2 separate regions of the Mus musculus genome follow, and region 2 is linked to region 1. A link is a contact called in public promoter capture Hi-C data. All regions are on one chromosome and are shown on one strand. The core of a region is the stretch at or near the end of the contact, and the rest is flanking DNA. Distances in the headings are between cores, read along the strand shown. Region 1 holds the start of Cnn3 (calponin 3, acidic). Region 2 holds the start of Fnbp1l (formin binding protein 1-like).

Evidence for each region. Capture Hi-C pulls out chosen DNA fragments and counts their contacts.
Region 2: a contact with region 1 is called in a promoter capture Hi-C map of adipose tissue, with 3 times the contacts expected there. The contact joins the promoter of Fnbp1l here to the promoter of Cnn3 in region 1.

The regions. Positions count from the first base shown.
Region 1 is chr3:121,424,047-121,430,034 of GRCm38.p6, reverse strand. It overlaps Cnn3 (calponin 3, acidic), which reads right to left and starts at 3,494. Exons shown (of 7, transcript NM_028044.2): 1 at 3,207-3,494. The coding sequence starts at 3,263.
Region 2 is chr3:122,615,230-122,621,192 of GRCm38.p6, reverse strand. Fnbp1l (formin binding protein 1-like) reads left to right here and starts at 1,479. Exons shown (of 14, transcript NM_153118.3): 1 at 1,479-1,663. The coding sequence starts at 1,640.

The DNA of each region.
Region 1 (5,988 bases), core at 2,245-4,744:
CCCCCCCTGCCCTTTTAAAGAAGCTTATATGTTTCTGCAATGCATTGGCATCTTTCCAGATAAATGTTATTTTCAAAGATGCTGCCTAGGAATTTTACTGATTGTAAGTATTTAAGATCAAAGATTCCTTCAATCCACTAGTGGACTGCTTTCACCAGTATAAGCTTTGGGATACAAAGTGGTTACTTAAGAGAGCAGACAGACAACTCAAGAAAGGAAACAGCCAACAAGCCCCTCTGACTAAGAGCTGACACTCACAAGACAGTCACTGAACAATAGAAGCAGCCGCTCCTCCAAGACAACGTATTTCAGGGATGGTAATATTTTCTTCCACTTGGTTGATCGGGATGCCAACAGACAGCCCACATCATCAGAAGCAGGAACTGGCCAAGGGGGACCTAGAATTTACATCTGCTGAACTCTTCACTCCACACTACCTCCTCAAGACTTAAATGATATTTTAAGACACAAAATTAGGGGGACTGGAGCTACAGTTAAATACTTACAAGTACTGTTGCTCTTGCAGAGAACCTGGGTTAGATCTTACCCCCCCCCCCCCCAACCAGGACCGACCTGGTGGTTCAAATCCTCAACTCCAGCTCCAGGGAATGCAAAGCCCTCTTCTGGCCTTCAGAGGCAGGCACTGTAGGCCCACAGTACACGTACATAGATGCAAACAAAACACCCATACACACAAAATGGTAAAACAAAATTCTGGTGTTTAATCAAGTCATAAATTACACATGATAAAAAAAAAAAGCAGGCGTGACTGTAAAGATATAATGTCAAATCCGTGTTTCCGTACATCCTATCCTTTTTGTCCAACAATCCTACACCCTTGGCCAAAAACCAACATCTCATTCAAGCATGAAGATTTGGTTTCAGGGCCCAGAACAGATGATAAATATCATTACAGGAATCGTTACAATGTCAAGTAGTAACAGGTGGATGACCGAAATAGGGGATGGGCGGGGGCAGGCAACCGGTCCTGGGGTTGAACCTAAGTGCTTAACTAAGACACTGCTTGTTGAAATTCTTAGAATACTCTAAGTTTCTTCAGTGACCTTGGGCCAGTCACACCCTGATCAGAAAACCCAGGGGTGCTCCCACATCACAGAGCACCTCTTCTGGGGAGATCAAAAGGAATTTTTAGGAAAGGGTCCTGGGTGACACCCCTACATAAATGAATGGGGATGTTTCGTTTTATTTCGTTCTTTTAAATGGGCTTGGCGTTTAATCCCTCCAGCCTTAACAACATTCCAAAGTGTCTTAAAAAAACTGAGGAGTTGCCGGGCGTGGTAGCTCACACCTTGAATCCCAGCACTAGGGAGGCAGAGGCAGGTGGATTTCTGAGTTCGAGGCCAGCCTGGTCTACAAAGTGAGTTCCAGGACAGCCAGGGCTAGACAGAGAAACCCTGTCTCGAAAACAACAAGAAAAAAAACCAAAAAACCCTGAGGAGTTACTGTTTCCAACTCTTACAGTTACAGTGATCCATCCAGCCTGAGTCTCTGCATTTCCTGGAGTTGTTGGCTCAATATGAACTACAAGGGGGAGAAGCAATGACTCCAGTCAGCAAAAAGAAAGCCAGCTTGGATACCAAGAACCAGGAAAAGTCAAGTCACTTGTAGGGCTGCCAAAGTCACCAGTCCCTCATTTACAATGCAAAGGTAAAGAGACTCAGTGGGCGCCAGAATCCCAGAGGGAATTGCAAATCATGCGCCCAGCGGCACCGGGCACAAACCACCCAGTTCTCACACGCCAACGCCCTTAACTTCCTAAAGCTGGAGCTATAAACTTCGAAGGACCGCTATTTTGCAAGAAAGTTTTCAGTTGGTGAGTGCTGTCGTCCAAACTAACTTTTCTGCCTCTTTAGGAAAACTTTTATACAGACAAAACATTTGAAAAGGTTAAAAACCCCCAAAGATTACAATTTTTGAACACAGAATAAAATTTAGTCCCTAGCTTCAAAGACTGTTTAGAATCTTCTAGATGAACTACAAAGGGGTGCGCTAGATACATCAGGAAAGAATAAACCACTCTCGCTTGGGTCTAACAACGGTACGCTTCATTACTTCTATGAAATTCCCTTCACACCCCAGCCACCCGCAACTCCAGGGGTGTTCGTAGCCCTGATGATGCCAAACTATTCTACCGGAGGTGGGACAGCTTGGTGACAATCCTGACATGCTTCGGCTCCCGGGAAGTTAATGGGAATTAAACCACAGCAGCCCTCCTTTGTGGCGCTTTGGCCGGAACAGCAAAAGGGAGACAATGAGCGGTCTGTGCGCAGTTCCACGCCGATTGGCTGGTCACCCCCACTCCCCGAAACCCCTGATGTCATGGACTTGGAATGCAGGCAGGGAGGAAGGAAAGAGAGGATTTGGGGAGGGGGGCGCCTCTCATCTCTTTTCCAGGCCAAAAGTCTGAAAGATAAACCCTGGTGCATTCTTGAGATGAGTACACAGCAAAGCAACGCAGCCAGATTCCAATCACTCCAAAATTGCAACCCGCCACAGCAAATAAACCTCGAACAAAAGCGACCCTGCCGAGATATCGTGACAATTCAACGCGCTGCAAACTTCTCAGGATTGCATTTCTAAGTCTCTCATCTACAGCTGATCCGGCTCGCAGGCTGCGCGTTCAGGCTTTGTCTGGGCTTCCCGCACCAGCGGCGATTGCATCAAGGCACCACCGACGGGCTCCCTTTCCGCCCGCGGGTCCCAGGGGTCGGCGGGACACTCTCCCATGGAGGAGGAGGAGGAAAGGAACAATGAGGGGCCCGGGTTGGCCACGTAACCGCCCAACTTCGCTTGTGGGAGGAGGGGGCCAGGATGGAATGGGAGGAGACGCAGGGTCCCGCGGCAGCCCCAGCCCAGGCGGATGGCGGGGGCGGCAACTCCCGGAGACCCAGCCGTAAGGCAGGGCCCCGCCTAAGGGCCACAGGCCACTCAGGAGCGCCCCCTTCCCGGAGGGGCGCACCCTACAGCCTTGGAGCGGGCCCTGCGGCGCTGCGGGACTCCAGGCGTCCGGGAACCCCCACCGCCCGCCGGGGCCGCGGCGCGGGAACAAAGCCAGCACCAACGCGTGCGAGCCAGGCTCCGCGAGCCGAGGAGCATCTCTCTCTCCCGCAGCCTCGACGTCTCTCCGCGGCGGCTCCCAGCGCCCCCACCGCCGCGGCAAACCCCCAGCCCGCCCGCGCGCGTACCTTGTTCTTAACTTCGGCGGAGAGCCCGTAGGAAGGGCCCTTGTTGAAGTGGGTCATGGCTGTTTGGACGACTGGAAGAGTTCTAGCGGTCAGTCACCCTCGGTGTCCCTGCTCTTAGCCCCAGCGGCGGCCGCGCGGGTGATGCACGAGCTCGCTCCCCTGCGCGGCGCCGGAGAAGCCCGAACGCCGCAGACGGACGCGGATGATGCTTCGAGGTTCGCTAGGACTCGAGTCCCGCGGAGGCTCCGGGTCGCTCTGGACTGGGACCGGCTGCCCTGCTCGCTGCCCGCTCCGCGGCTCCGCACGCTCTGCCCCCAGCCTGGTCTCCCCCCACCCACCCCCGGGCCTCCAGGGATTGGCCGGCGAGCCCGACCAATGAGCGCCGCCTCCTCCCCCCTCGCCTGCTCCAAGGCTTCCCGGCCAATGGCAGCGCGGCGGGCGCGGCGCTCCCTCCCGCGGGGTCCCAGCCCCCGGCCCCGCCCTCACGCCACCTAGGACCTCGGCGCCCCTCCTCCCCGCTGGTCAGCGGGCTGCGACCGCCCCGCCCCGGCGCCTAGGGGCTTCTCAGCCGCCTTGGTTCTCATCAACTCCCAGGCATCTGTGGCGCTCCGACGGTGGAGGGGGACAGGAAGCTCCCCGAGCTGGCCCGCCGCTGACCGGCCACTCCATCCGTCTCCTCCCGGGCTACAGCGCGCCCAGATGTTGCGCTGGAAACCCGGGGAGCAGCCTTCGAATCCACGTGCCAGGCCGGGGGCGGGGGGGGGAGGCCTGCGTGGACATCTGCCAAGTCTCCCTCCCCACGCAGCTGCCGCACCTGTGGGGCTGACCTCTGCCTCGGTCAACGCTCTTTGCCAAAGTCCTGCTCATCCTGTCTAAACTTTGAATGCAGAGCGAAAGAAATTGGGAAAGTGTTGTGGCACAGCCAGGTTTTGGGGGGAGGGGGTACAGCTTTTTGGGTCCTTTTCTGGAGTCCCACCAGTTGCCCTTGGCAAGCACCTTCACCGGGGGTTCAGCCAGCCCAAAAGGCTAGGTAGTTTATTTGTTTTTAATTAGAGGACTGCCTTGACTGAGAAGTCTACCTGCTTTGGTTTGTTTTTTAATCTCTTTGAATCAGCACTCTGTATTCTTTTCCGTCCCCTTTCCTTTCTTCTGATCTCAAAGGCAAACTGATAGAGGAAAGGTGAGAACAGAGAGCACGCTGTCCCCTGCCTGTGTTCCTGGCACTACACTGGGCTATATGTCTTTGAAAGATTAGCTCATTCACTTTCCCAAAACTTACTCGGTAGACTTCAGATCCGTTTTAGTGGCTTGAAGGCTGCAACTCAGAGATTCCTAATAATGACAGCTATCACTGCCTCCAGAGTGTCACCGCTTGCCTTGGTGTCTTGGGGCACATCTAGGACAGGTTTTAGTCCTCTGGGTGTCAGTATGTTGGTTTATGTTTCCCAAATACAGCTGACATTCCAGAAGAGACTACAGGACCAGGGTCAGCCACTTGCATGGAAAAGAGAAGCCCAAATAGCCCAAGTTGAACCTTTCTGGGATAGAAATAAGGGAGTGTGGCATAGTGTCTCAAGCACTCTATCCCAGCACAAAGAGGATTGCTGTGTTGGGATAGAACCAGAGGTCTGCCTAAGCTACAGAGAAAAGAAAAAGGCACAGAATTTCTGTCAGCTGAAAGAATTTTTCATCAACGCTATAAGGTGCAATGTGATAGAGCAGTAACGAGTCAAATGGGCAGAAACGTGAAGTAACTTCCAATGATTTACTGATTGCTTCTGAAGGTACTCAGAATAATTAGGGCATTCTTTCCGCAGAAAGATGATGCAGCTGACCCAGTATGATGATACAAGCAGTTGGGGCTGTTTTTCCAGTCCTGTGATAGTGGCTCTCTGTCATCCACAAGACCAAACCCACTTTTTAGAACCAATACTTGAGCCAGATATGAAGTCGAAATTACAACCCTCACCCCCCCACCCCCAGCTCTCCTTTAGAATCCCAAACCTCAGGGCTTCTGTTTGGCCACAGTGGGTAAGGAATGGTGGTCAGTGTCACTTGGCTAGCCTAAATCGTACTTGGTAGAATGCATGGGGGCGTTATTCAGTTCTGTCATCAAAGGCGTGGTTTCTAGTACTTAACAGGGTTGTCTTTAAGGACTACCGAGTTTCAAAGGTTCGTAATGTGAAATGATACTGCCAGTTGATAGTGGCAGCAGTCACAACGATGGAAATTTAACTCGCTGCTGGGAGTGAGTAGTGCTGTGTTCAAGAGTGAATGTGGAGGCGGGTATGAGGGAGCTCTCCTTCAGTCCTAGGGCCCTCGAGGTAGAGGTGTGTGGATCACTGTGAGTTCAAGACCAGCCAGTGCTGGTCCTAAAGAAGGAAAGAGAGGGGAGGGGTGTAAAGACTTTTAGAATTGGGTTAAGTGGGCCAAGAAATATCTGTGGTAAAGGTGCCGGATGCATAGCCTGACGACTTGAGTTTCCAGAGCCCACATGGAGGAAGAAGAGAGCCAATTCCATCAAGTCATCTCCTGACCTCCACTTGAAAGCAAATAAGTGAAATTTGAAAAAATAAAAATAAAAATTGAGAGTAATTGTTAATTGAGGCAAGACTGTTGAACAACAACAGATAAAGTACATTTTGAGACACACACACACCCTCTCCATAAAACACATCACAACCAGAGAATGGATATAGCCATCACCCTTCAGCCTTCTTTAACTTAGCAAAATTATCTTGAGGATGGGCAGGATGGCTCAGTGGGTAAAGCTCTTGCCAAC
Region 2 (5,963 bases), core at 230-2,729, 1.2 Mb before region 1:
ACCCCACCCCCACCCTCCAACCACTGCACACTCTGTAACCCAGGCTAGCCTCTGACTCCTGTAGTTACGCCTCTCCCCTCCGGAGCACTAAAATTACAGGTGTGCGTCATCACACTTGGCTTCAGCGACTTTCAAAGAACATTAAAAAAAAAAAAAAAAAAAAAAAAGACCGGCCTTAACCTAATTAGAAGAGAGTATTCATTTGCTCAGCCTACCTCAGAAAAGGATAGCAAAGAATTTGGTGAGTGGTGGTTAGACTGCCTGGAGAGCTCTGGCTATTTGCCTGGACTTCAATGGGGAGCAGAACTAGGTAAACAGGAAGGCTGGGGCGGAAGAAGCTGGAACACCTGTGTTGGTCCCGGTCCCGGTCCCGTAGGGAGGAGTTTCAAGGCTGATAAGACGTCCGTTGGTGGGGGGACCTTGAAGCATTCAGTTGTCATGACTCACTGAAGAGTACTCTACTGGTTCTAGAGTGAAAATGTGTGTGTTTTAAGCGACAAGCAATTAATACTAAAGCATATGCTGGGGAGTTAGTGAGCAGACTGTACGCGGTATCTAGTAGCACCAGCCAAACTTGCTGACTGCCAGTGGAGGCAGGCTGGGAAATAACTCAGCACAGCTAAAAGCAAGAGGTCGTCTGCAGCCAAGATTCCTATCGGAGGCAAGAGACGCCTCAGGCTCTGAACAGGTTGTTGAAGGGCTGTGAGGAGGGAGAGACCGGTCCCTGGAGGTAGCCACGAGCCTAGAATTCAGGCAAGCTCAGCAGCGTCTCACCTCCTGCAGGTGTCAGTCGGGTTCGCTTTCCACCAAGTCTTATCTTTTACCATGGCAACGTCCCCAAAAGATTACGGGATCGCTTGCCTCTTAAAAAAAAGAAAAAAAGGTTTCCCGAAAGAACTTACAATAAAATCAAAATGCTTTATTAAAAACAAAAACAAAAACCAGACACGTCGTGTGACACGTTGCATTCACATTGGACGTTTGACCTCTACAGGTCTGTGGTTCCCGGGGATCCCAGGCTGAAGCGCCAAGCCTGGACGGAGAAGTTACCTTACGAAGGCAGATTTTTTTTAACTAAACACACGCACACACCCCTCTGCTCCAACGTCTGGACGTGGTTTCTTTGTCAGGGCTCCGCAAAGAACGCTGACGTGTGGGGTCGCCTCCTTTGAGGGGGGGGGTCTCCGAGCAAGGCAGGGACCGTGGGCGTCCTCCCTGGCTCTCCATCTTGGAGCGGGAGTCTGAGTGCGGCTTTTGCTGAGCCCGGAGGCCGGAGCGGACGCCGCCGAGGGTCCGAGGATCCCCGCCCCGGGCGAGCTGTTCGGAGGAGACCCCCGCCGGCCCCCGCGCGCGCGAGTGCGGGCCCGCCCCGATCCCAGGGTGCACCGCGGCCCGCCCCCTCCCCGCCGTCCCGCCTCCCCTCGGCCCCGGCCCCCTCCCTCCCTCCTTCCCTCCCTCCCTCCCCGCTGCCGGGAGGCGGGGACGCGGCGGCGGCTCGCTTCAGTCGTGTCTCTCTCACTCACTGGGGAACCCGGTGGTGGTGGCGGCAGCTTTCGAGGCAGACGCTGAGGAGGGGAAAGTCGGGACGAGAGAGGACAGCGGGAGCAGCCGGCCGGCGCCAGTCGCCTCAGGTTCCGCCATGAGCTGGGGCACCGAGCTGTGGGTGAGTGTGGGGAGCAGAGCGGCTCGCGCCGTCGGCGGGAGCCCCGGGCTTGGCGCGCCGCGGACTCCGGCGCCTCTTTGTGCCGCGAGAGCCCGCTCGGCTGCGGGCGGGGAGGCGACGGGGCGGCTGCCTGGGGCTCCCTCCGAGGGGCCCGGGCCGCAGCCCTGGACGGCCGCTGCCGTCCCCTCTCCAGCCTCTGCCTGACTTTGCGGACGGGTGCCCGGCCGGGCGCCGCGCCTTTGTACCGCGCGCCCGACGGCGGGGGAGGGAGCCATTGTCCCGAAGGGGCGCCGCTCGGATCCCCGCGCCGCGCGCCTGGGCGACGCCCCAGCTCCAGGTAGGGGGAGCCGGGCGGCTTTGTTCCCAGCCCGGCCTGGGGCCAGCCAGGCCCAACCCACACGCCCATTTCCCTCTCTTGCTGCCTCCTTGCTCGGGACCTAGGGCGCCCGCGACTCCGCGCCGGCCAGCTCCGGTTGCAGCCTCTCTGGGCTGGCGGGTCTGCTTTTGTGACCCGAATTAGGTAGTGGGATCGAGGAAGGGACGCTCATTTTGGCGAAAGGAGCGCGCGGCTTGCCGATCGCTTGATTTCCCTCTCGTTCTTTATTCTCTCTCCTCTCTCTCTCTCTCTCTCTCTCTCTCTCTCTCTCTCTTTCTCTCTCTCTCTCTCTCGTGTGTGTATGTGTGTGTGTGTCTGTCTCTCTCTTTTTTCTCTCTCTCTCTCTTTCTTCCGTGCCTTTCCTGGGCGCTGGAGGCTGCAGACAATACCCAATGTCCGACCAAGGTGCAGGCGGAGGGTTATAGGTCGAGGAATTCGCTCCGGACGCCGTCACCTGAGGGTGGAGGTGTGCATGGCAGTGATTTCTCAGGTGCGGCCGGGAAAATTGGCGGCGTGGGGGCGCTGTCTCGAGCGAGCGCCGCCTGGCCTCTGCCACTCCCCTTTTTATCCCACCTGTGCATATTTTCCGTGCCTTTGTTTGCGAAAATCTCCGGGAATCTCTGTAGCGGGAGAGGAGGGACAAGTTTCGAGTATGTACGCTCACTGGGATTCGAAACAGATCGTTTAGTCGCGAGGCCGAATGTTTTCTCCTTTTCCACGTGCTGTAGATTGGGAATTTTAGAAGTGACACTTAAAAGCTCATCTAGTCACCCACTTAACCCTGCCCCAGGAATCTGTCCTGTAGCACTCTGCAGAAGTGTTTGCCCAGTCTGCAAACATAACCATCAAGACAAAATACCTCAGGAGCCTCTCCACTTGATTGTTCTGATAATGGTGAGCGTCATTTGTAAACGAATCATGTAACATCAGTTAGAATTTCAGGCATTATTGGTCCTTTCCCATTTACTTTTATGTTTGTTTGAGACAGTCTCACTATAAACATGGCTGGCCTGGAACTCGTAATATAGACCAGGCTGTCCTTAAACTCAGAGATCCACCTGACTCTCTCCAGTTGCTGGGACTAAGGGTTTTCCCTTTTAAACGTACATTCTGTGATGGTTACAGTGTCATCAGTGAATGGAGATGGGTATAGTTTTATTTTCTATTTACAACATTTTTTATCTCTTTGGTGCCTGGCGATTGAACCCAGGACCTCGCACATACTAGACAGCAAGCCGTATCTCTAGCCCCTTATTTTTAATTTTAAATTCATGTATTTATTTGTGACTGACTGTGGGTATATCTGGCAAAGAAGCCAGAAGAGGGCATCAGATCTCCTGGAGCTGTAGCTCAGACACTTATGAGGCTCATCACAAATGCTGGGAACCAAACTCAGGTGCTTTGCAAAAGCAGCAAATGCTCTTAGCCATTGGATTAATCTGCATGCATGTGCATGCATGTGCATCGGTGCCTAAGGAGGCCAGAAGAGGACATGATTCTGAAGCTGGAGTTACAGGTGCTTGTGAGTTGTTGTCGATGTGGGTGGTGGGATTTGAACTTAGGTTCTCTGCAAAAGCAGTACAGGTTCTTAGCTGTTGAGCCGTGCCTCTAGTCTTTGTTTTACAGCTTTGAGCGAGGATTGTGTTTTCCCCTAGGTTGCAATATAATACAAGCACCTATACTGTCTGTTATTGGGAATTTGATGTCTGGAAAAATCACATCAAAATATAAATTTAGAAAACAGTTGTCACATTTTATTTTATCTTAAGGGTCACATTACTATCCTAAGGGTTTAATGATTGAAAATTCATTGTTACACAAAACACTGGTGATATATAATTACGTGCTCAAACCTAAGTAATTTGCTGTAACTGATGGTTTTTGCTGTTTTATCTTTTATGTGTATGCTTGCATGTGTGGGACAGAGGTCAGACTTGGGTGTTGTGAGGGGTCATCCACCTTGGTTTTTTTGTAACCCGATCTCTCCTTCATTTTGAGCTTGCTGATTAGGTGAGCCTCGAGCCTACTCATTGCTGGCTCCTCAGTGGTCGGGTTATTCCTGGGAATTTACTCACTCCATTGTGGATTCATATTTGCCACTTGATCAACTGCACTATTGAACTATCATTTCAGCCCTGCCCTCCCACCCCCTTGGCCATTTTAATCTTTATTCTTTGGCAGGGTTTCACAGTACAGCCCAGGCCGGTCTTGAATTCCTGGGGATACAGGTGTACACTACCAGAGCTTACTTGTTTTAATGCTTCTTATAAAGACTTGTGTTAAAATTTGGAAATAAAGGTATTCCATAGAACTTCTATATTTGTGGCCCTGGGTTTCAGAATTACCAGTAATTTGCTAAATGGATTAGGTCAGGCTTTTGTTGTATAGCTTTAAGGCTTTATGGATTAACTGCTAATGTATCTGAGCTGTGCTTTAAGGGACTTCTAGTTTTAAATGAGCATTTAAGTGAGGTAGTGACTAGAGTCAACAGTTTGTATTTTTTTTTCCAGAATGCATGATATCTTGTCCATTGATTATTATGTTGACTTCATTATCATAGAGAATATAGAGGATCATGGCTAAACATGAATCAGTAATTTCACAAAGTATAGATTTTAAAAAGTTTTTCATTTTTATGTAAATGAGTGTTTTGCCTGCATGTATGTGTATTCACCCTGTGTGTGCTGGGTGCCCTTGGAAGGTGCTAGATCCTCTAACTGGGTTCCCAGATGGTAGTGAGCTGGCTTTATGGGTGCTGGGAACTGAACATGGATCCTCTGTAAGAGCAGTGAGTGCTCTTTAACTGTTGAGCTGACTCTCTAGCCCCCAAGTACAGATTTTGTAATTAACAGCTCCCTTTTATAGCTAAGGGAGTCAGAGGACTCCTTTATTTAGTCAGTAAGTTTTACTTGTCAGGAGGTATCATTTTAGTTTTCTGAGAGGTCAATTAAAGTTCAACAGAAAAAATATTTGTACTGATAAGCATGTATGTATATATGTGTGTGTATATATACATATATATGTATGAATGACAGAAATAGGTCAGATGCATCTCATTTATATGGCCTATTAAAATATTGCTACCTGTGTCAGGGAACATTGCTTAGTGGATAAAGCAACTTGCTTGTTCAAGTGTGAGAACTGGAGCCCTGATCCTGAAAAACCCATGCAAGGGTATGGCAGCTGTTTGACATCCTAGTTCTCAGGAGGCGGTCACAAGTTTCCTGAGGAAGATAGCTGGCTAGACTAGGCCGAGTTGGCCAGCCCCGAGAGACCCTACCTCAGTAAGTAAAACTGAGAGCTGCCTGTATTTCAGTTGAAGCCGTGTGTAGTAACTAGCATACTAAAAGGTGTGGAAAGACTGATGTTGGGCTATCCCACAGATCTTACTTTTGTGTTCATATGGTTACAGTAACCTAGGCTTTGCAGATATATATAGCAAAAGAGTCAGTTGTACAGAAATATGAATCTCTAGTAGCTCATGTGATGAAGACTATTGCTTTTTTCTTTTCTGTATATAGTTTGTAATATGTCTATACACCAGGATGTGTGCCTGGTTTTCTTGGAGGCCAGAAGAGGGATTCCTTAGAACTGGAGTTATAGATGATTATTAACCACTACGTGGGTACTGGGAATTGAACCTGGGTCCTCTGGAAGAGCAGCCCATAATCTTAACCACTGAACTCTCTCTCCATCTGTGACTTAAGACTTTAGAACTAACACTAAAATGAATAGAAAGTGACAACTGAAGGTTAAAACTATTTTTAAAAGGGTTGCTTTTTCTTCTGTTCATTGTAGGGAAAGCTTTAGATAGGTCGCAGCACTTCAGCTAGGTTTTAGAACTGGAAGGGTTGTGCATGTGGGAATTCTCAGGTTCCTAGAGGGCAGCGATCATGTCTTACTCATCATTCTTTCATTGTCAGC